Linked DNA regions of Gossypium hirsutum: region 1 is linked to region 2. A link is a contact called in public Hi-C data. All regions are on one chromosome and are shown on one strand. Each heading gives the region's core, a stretch centred on a gene start, on an enhancer-like site or on the middle of the called end of the contact. The rest is flanking DNA. Distances are from core to core; before and after follow the strand shown.

Evidence for each region. A called contact is a pair of places that touch in the nucleus more often than the background predicts.
Region 1: a Hi-C map of leaf shows a contact between it and region 2, with 2.0 times the contacts expected there. The contact joins the promoter of LOC107925442 here to the promoter of LOC107925462 in region 2. A contact is called at or near these places in 6 of 34 Hi-C or Micro-C datasets (callus and leaf).

What each region holds. Positions count from the first base shown.
Region 1 is chrA01:110,843,354-110,846,697 of Gossypium_hirsutum_v2.1, forward strand. It overlaps LOC107925442 (transcription factor TCP8), which reads left to right and starts at 1,813. Exons shown (of 2, transcript XM_041113300.1): 1 at 1,813-3,344. The coding sequence starts at 2,928.
Region 2 is chrA01:110,626,943-110,630,715 of Gossypium_hirsutum_v2.1, forward strand. LOC107925462 (CASP-like protein 5C1) reads right to left here and starts at 1,819. Exons shown (of 4, transcript XM_016856159.2): 1 at 1,565-1,819. LOC107925461 (RING-H2 finger protein ATL65) reads right to left here. Exons shown (of 1, transcript XM_016856158.2): 1 at 1,387-3,773. The coding sequence starts at 3,394. The coding sequence ends at 2,201.

The sequences.
Region 1 (3,344 bases), core at 563-3,062, 220 kb after region 2:
TCATACAACATTTCCATAATTTTTTTACAGATGAATCCTTTGTTTGAAACAGACAGCAAAATCAAACAAATGGAGTATGATGCATGAACAGTATTTCCCACTGTCTTTACCTGCCAGCCACTACAATAACTTCAATGCAAAATATCCATCCTTGTTTACATTTGACATTTTCATATAATCCACAAATACTGTACCTACTTAACATATTTACTATTGAACCATAATCTATGAAAATGGTAAGTTTTACTAACATTTTATCAGAGTCAACATCCAAAAACATTTGAAGTTTTGTGAGTCCATTTTTTTTTTCTCAAAAAAGAGAATCATTTGAATTGAATTAGCAAGAGAAAAAAAGCAAAATGTATGGGTGTTTAATATTTTAAAATATTGGTGAAGATTATTTCAAAAAAATAAAAAAATAAAAAAAAAAGATGGATAGGGATGAAGATGTGGGATGGATTTGTATCATTGTATGGTTATTAGTGGAATTAATTATGAGTTAGATTAGATATAATTTTTTTGTACAGAAAAGTGGGTCCATGTGGGTATTTGCTGGCTGGTTAATGTTAGGAGATTATAATTTATAATAAGAGTTTTTATATGATTTGGGGTCAAGTAATAAAATTATAATCTGTTGGAATTAAATTAAATTATTAATTTTAAAAATAAATAAATAAAATTTAAATTAACAATTTTATGTAAACTCTCAAATCCTTACTACTCTTTTCGTCAATTTTCTTAACAATATATAAGTAAGTGTATTAAATATTAATCCTATATATTATACTAACAGTAAAATTTTATTCGAATGGCTTTTAATCAAGTCCGGTTCTGGGGTTGTTTGAGAGTATAGCCGCTTAAGATTTAGGGATGAAAGAGACCCAAAAATAAAAAAGAAATCAACTTTTAAAGTGAAAAAAAAAGAGTTCAAATTAAAATAAATTAATTAAATACTTAGGCTTTCAATTTTTCACCATAAATGTTTCATTAATTTTTCACTATAAATGTTTCATCTCTTAAGCCCCAACTTTTATTGTATTTCATTTTATAAATTTTTTTAAAAGAGTCTTAAAATATTATTTCATCTATCATCCTAAAATGTGAACAACGACCTGTTTATAACATAAAAAAATTGAACAGTTACAGCTCTAAGATGGTTTTTAGAAATTTGGCTAATGATATGAGTAGACAGACTGTAGTTTAGCAAAGACAAAACATGATGCTAATAAATTCTTCCAAGTAGGCATAGTGAAAGAAGACACCTTAAAAATAATGGAAGTAAAGGTTTTAATTTTAGGGAGTGAAAACCAGTTAGCACCATGATTCATGCACAACCACATTAGTGTCCAATAACATGCATCCATTTTTTTACTAACATATCAGAAATGAATGAGCAGTGACAGACATATATAAATGTATTTCATATTGCAGCCTTTTTCATGGATTTTATTCCCGCATGCTACAACAGCAAATATAAAAGCCAAATGTGCTGCAATGTTGTGGATGAATTGAAAAGACCTCCCTAAGGGTTATAAGCCATTACCATTTGCACATGTTGAAATATGTATATATGATTATCTCTATTTATTTCCCATTTAGTGTCTGTCTGTGTGTGTGATTATCCATTTAATAAGCCTTATATGTATTCCCATGTGTGTAAAATAAAAGCAGTAGTGGTTACTTATTTATGTTGGGAGGCACTTGGCATCTTTCTAGAATGTAAAAGGCAATTTGGTCATTTTAAACCAAAAAAAAAATAAGTGGCCACCTTATTAAAAGAAGGGGTGCCCATATTGACAGCAATCCAAATCCCAAAAGAAAAGATATTATTTATATAATTAAAAAAAAAAGGAATGTGGGGTTGGGTTGGGATGAGCTGTCCGACTGCATTAGATGCTTTATCTGATGTTTACCTGCGCTGACTGCATGCCCTGGCGTGGACCAACTGCATTCAATTACACGATTATATATATATTTACACATCACAATGAATTTAATTTAAGACTAGTTTTTTTTTTTTTTTTCTCTTTTCAACTTTTGTCCTTTCCATAACAACTAATCCCAGCTCCTGTAATTTGTAAACCTTAATTGGAAATCAGTAAAAATTTAACGTCAGGATTTCAAAAACCAAAGCCAGACAGGCGAAGGGCTATTCTTGTCCTCAACCTTTTTACTGCACATCATCAGCAGTAGGTGGTGAAAATTACAGATATTTTGTTTGTCGACGGTTAAGTACATATAAAGAGAAGAGAGAGATTAGGGTTAAAAGTTTTTACAAGTATATTCAGACAATGATCTGGGGACATCAATTTCTGTCTGAAACAACTGATTGAAACAGAAAAAGACAATGTTGTCCACTTTGTGGACTGTTTTGTTCAAACAACACAAGGGTAGAATGGGAGTTTAAGTGAAGAAGGGAGAAGATAGCTTGGGGGGGTGTGTGTGTGTGTAAGTATTTTTTGTTGGTAAAGAATAAAAAGGCAGATTTATAACACTCCTTTACGAGACCCCACGAGTGGACTTCTGTTATATGGCTACATATTTTGGCCCCTCCCCCCCCCCTTTCACTCCATGTTCCCACATAGAACTTAGGTCCCCCACCTGGGTTAGGTTAGCCAGTCACTAGCCTTAGCCCAGCCTGCCTAGCTACCTAGCTCTTAACTCGCCCAAACACAGCAGTCAATCAGAAAGCAATTGAACCCCACAAACTCATAGTCCTACATAGTTCCACACTCTGCAAAGAACTGAGAAGAGAAAAAAAAAGAGGTTGTTTAACTTTTTTTTTTCTCGAGAAAATATAAGAGATGAGTTGGAGAGAAGAAGAAGAAGAGAAAAAGATGGGGTTGATGATGGATCAAGTTTGAAAGCTTGGGGGGTTAGTATAAAAATAAAAATCACCCCTTTCAAAAACCTGGAAACCCCACCAAATGGAACTTACAGATTTGCAAAGCAATAATCAAACCAAAAACAACAACAGCAGCAGCAGCAGCAACAATAACAACAACAATTCTGCAGAACCCCACCATCAGTCTCTCCAGCAGCACCATCTGCAACACCAAAAACAGTCGGCTTCTCCCCAGCTTGTGGTCCCTTTTGATGGCACCAGATCTTCAGGTCCTTCTTCGGGTAACCCTTTTAATATGGGCTCCATTTCTCACCTCCATCCCCACCACCCTTTTCATCTTCTTCTTCATCCTGCTTCTTCCACAACTACCACCACCACAACGCCGCCTCTCCCGTCTTCATCTTCTTCCTCCTCCTCCTCTTCTTCAGCTTCTACGACTGCAACGAACCCACCTCAACTCGTTGACGCCTCTCTCGCTATTGCTACCAGATCTACTTCT
Region 2 (3,773 bases), core at 569-3,068:
AGTTGATAAATTTAACCGCTGTCAAGTTTTCATGAGCAACCAAGAAGTGATTCACAATATCACCAAACAGAATGTAGCAGAGAGCTTAGAGTTGCTATTCTTATTCTATATATGAACAATTTCATATATACTTCCCACCATTCTTATTCTATGGTCGGTAGGTAGGAAAATGGAAGCATCATGAGATGAGGGCCTAAAAGCAAACCACTTTATCGAGGCCAATAACATTAGGATATCATTAGAAAATGTGAAATTTTCTCATGAAACTAATGTGCATAGGAGTGAAGGAACTTGGACAAGCCGATGCTTTTAAAAGGTAGAGCTGTGGACTTTCCACATGTCATAGCTTTATAGATTTCCTTATTAGTGGGAAAGATGATGTCATTTGCCGCCCCCATTAAGGAAAAATCAGGGTTAAGGTTGGCCTTCAACATCCCCTTCTCTTATGTTGTTGATGGCAAACATCCCTTGGTTGATTACATGAGTGGATCAGTTCATATCTTTTAAACCCTTGTACTATTCCAAGTACCAGCATTTACCCAAATTCCAATAACATAGCTTATAATTTTTTTTACATTGTACATTAACAGGCAGATAGATAGCATATTATTATTTTTTACATATGGCATACCACTAAGGCCCTCCCCCCCCCCTTTTTTTTTTCTTTAAGATACTCAATTCTTCTCAGTTCTCACTCATTAAAAATTTCTGAATAAGTGAGTGGATAAATGCAGGAATTTAAAGCAGGAAGCATCCAAAATTCATTTATTAGCGTTATCTCTTGCCGGCATCTGTCTTCTGATCTAGGTGCTATCACTTTCAATAGTCAACTCCTAATGGGTAAATCACACAAAAACCCCTTTAATTTTACCATTAATTACACTAAAAAATTTTCAATCATTGAGGAACCCTAATATCTTCAACCAATGCATTGAAGATGATGAATTGCGGCATCTAATAGTATATATCAAACGACCTTAAAAAGTAATTTGTTGATAATGTTCAGCTCTTGGTGGTAATAGTGTTAGATCCATTAGGAGTGGTTTGTAGGGTATTGATAAGCTATTGCAGTGGAGTGTGAACAAGAAAAAAGTTGAAGGATGTTGATGTAATATACCCAAATACTAACAAATAGCTTATAACTAGATAAACGAGGATGAAAGCATTACAGGGTACAGCTGATCATATCAACTGCATATGATTTGTTTCTGAGTAGCTCATCTGTCACTGTATCTTTTTATTTTCTCAAATTTTATTGATGTGAATAAGAGAAGGGTAATTTAGACCTTCAAAAAACTATGTAAATAACAATAAAGCATGGTATGTATTATATATATATATATATATTTATTGTTAGTTGAAATGCAACAATGGCACAGTAAAAGGGGAAGGGGAATGTGTAGCTATGATATCCAAAATTAATGTCTCTAATTCTCCATTGAATTCACAGGAGAGAAAGAGAGAACCGAACCGAAGAAACAAAATGAAGTCTTGACGCCTCATTTAGAGACTAGTACTGCATAAAATGAGCAACAGAAAGGAATATTATATAGATCTCACTCACACTGCCCGTTGTGCTTCTTTCAGTTCATGGCATGGCGTTTGCTTAGTCAACTATAAATAATAAGAGCAGATGGTAGCGGTCCATGCCCACATGCCAAAACAAAGCAGATGATGTGGGTGGTAAGTACCAAATCCAACCCAAACTCAATCAACCAAAATGTTAGTTTGGAACCCAACCCAAATACAAATATAAACAACCTTCAGTTCAGTTTAACACCAAACTCCCCAACGTCTCTGCCTGCCCTGCATTTAATGACGCTTCTTCCTTTTCCTTTTTCTTTTTTCTTATTTTCTTCCTCCCCCTGTTCTTCTTCTTCAATGTTATTAGGCTGGCAGGCTCAAGTCAAGCGTAAGAAAAGCTCAAAAACCGTGACGTGTCATATCTATCTCTAGTCAATTTTCTCATTAATTGTCACTCCCCACCTTTCATTAATGCCCCCCCGCCCCTTTTTCGACGCTCACTTGCTTTGCCACAACCCCCCCCTTCTCCTCCATTAACTCTTTCTTCCCCATTAATTCGACCCCTCCCCCCAACACCAATCTCCAACCGTCCCTTCTCTACCCTTCTCTCCTCTTCTCTATCCGGCCTTCCACGTGTCCTCTGGGTTTTTCTTGGAACAATTAACTTCTTTTTTTTTTATCTTCTGTTAAACCTCTCCGGTGATAGCAGCGCCTCTGGATCCCCGCATCTGAGCCGACTCGACGAGAAAGCCGCCACACTTGAAGCTGCTGATCTTAAAAACATCGGACTCGCCATCGACTTACTTCTTCTCGACGAGCCTCCGCCGCCGGCGGTAAATCTAACACTTGATTCCGACAATGGAAAAAACCCTCTCCGACGAAAAAATGGCGAAGCTTTGATCCCTCTGTAGTACCTAAACGAGAAAACCCTGGGTTTCATCATTAACGACCCAAACGGAGACGTCCTTCTGCTCCAAAATCCATTCCCTCCTCTCCTGTACCTCCAAGGCGACGCTGTGTTCGGCTCGGTTATCATCCTCTCTGCGGCTAAACTCCTCTCGAACCCAAATGAATATGACCTTTTTAGAACAAAATTAAACCTCTCCTCGCAATTGCTATTCCCGTTCCTTCTTCTGGGTGACGGTTCTTCGGTTATTTCCGTTATAGTGTTATTTGGAAAAGATTGCAGAGGAGTTTCGGTTAGGGACTCCAATGTGTTGTTCTCAAAAACGGGGTCGTCGAGGCTCGGACGGATTCTGGCTGCCATTAACGGAGTAAAAGGAGATTCTGCAGCGAAAATTCCAGCTCTACACAGTGGGCAATTAGCGTGTGATTTCAACCAAACGTCAATGCAATCCACGTGGAAGGCATGCGAGCAAACTGGGAGTGTTCGAACGTATTCATTGTCTTCGAACTCCAATAGACATACGGCACAGTCTTTGGGGCTGTTGTTGGGTCTATTTTTTGAAGTATAGAGGGAAAGCGGCAGGGTTTTGATGGCAGAGTCATCAAGACCGTAAGGGGAAAGAGGGAGATCGAAGGGATCAGAAGGTGGAAGAGAGTCAAGGTCGGTCGTGGTGGATGGAAGGAAGCGACGACGGCGGCGGCGGCGGCGGAAGAAGCTCAGTAGACGGAGAATTAGAGGGACGAGCCGTTTTGAGATGAGACGCGAATAGGTAACGACTAAAAATGCTGCAGCAACTACTACCACCATTGCGATCAACGGTGGGCTGAAGTCAACTGGAAGCTTTGAAGGCGGCGACAACGAAGATGATGATGACGACGACGATGGCGGTGATGATGATGACAAGGGAGAAGGGGAGGGGGTCAGATATGGAGATGGAGATGGGGCCCAGGAGGTGAACCCCATGATCGGCGATGGAGGTGTTTCGTAGAGGGTGGTGGTGGTGGGTGATTTGTTTCCACTTTCAGAGTTTGCGTTAAGTTCTGGGCAAGTGAAGTGTTAGAAAGGTTTAATTTTGAGGGTTGACTGTTTTGTCTGGTCTCACCCAACGATTTGTCGTGGGGGGATGGCGGGTAGACCCAACATTGGTGAATTTAAGGCTATGAGGATGTTTTATTGTCTGCGGATGAACACATATTGCAACTGGGTTGTCCATGTTTTATCTACTTGACACGTAATAATCTCTTCAAAAACAGGGTCACCAGGTACTTGCGTGGTTTGTGATTATTGGTTTCATTTGGCTTCTGTAGCATAAGTTTAAGTTATAATGGCTGCATGAATCTGG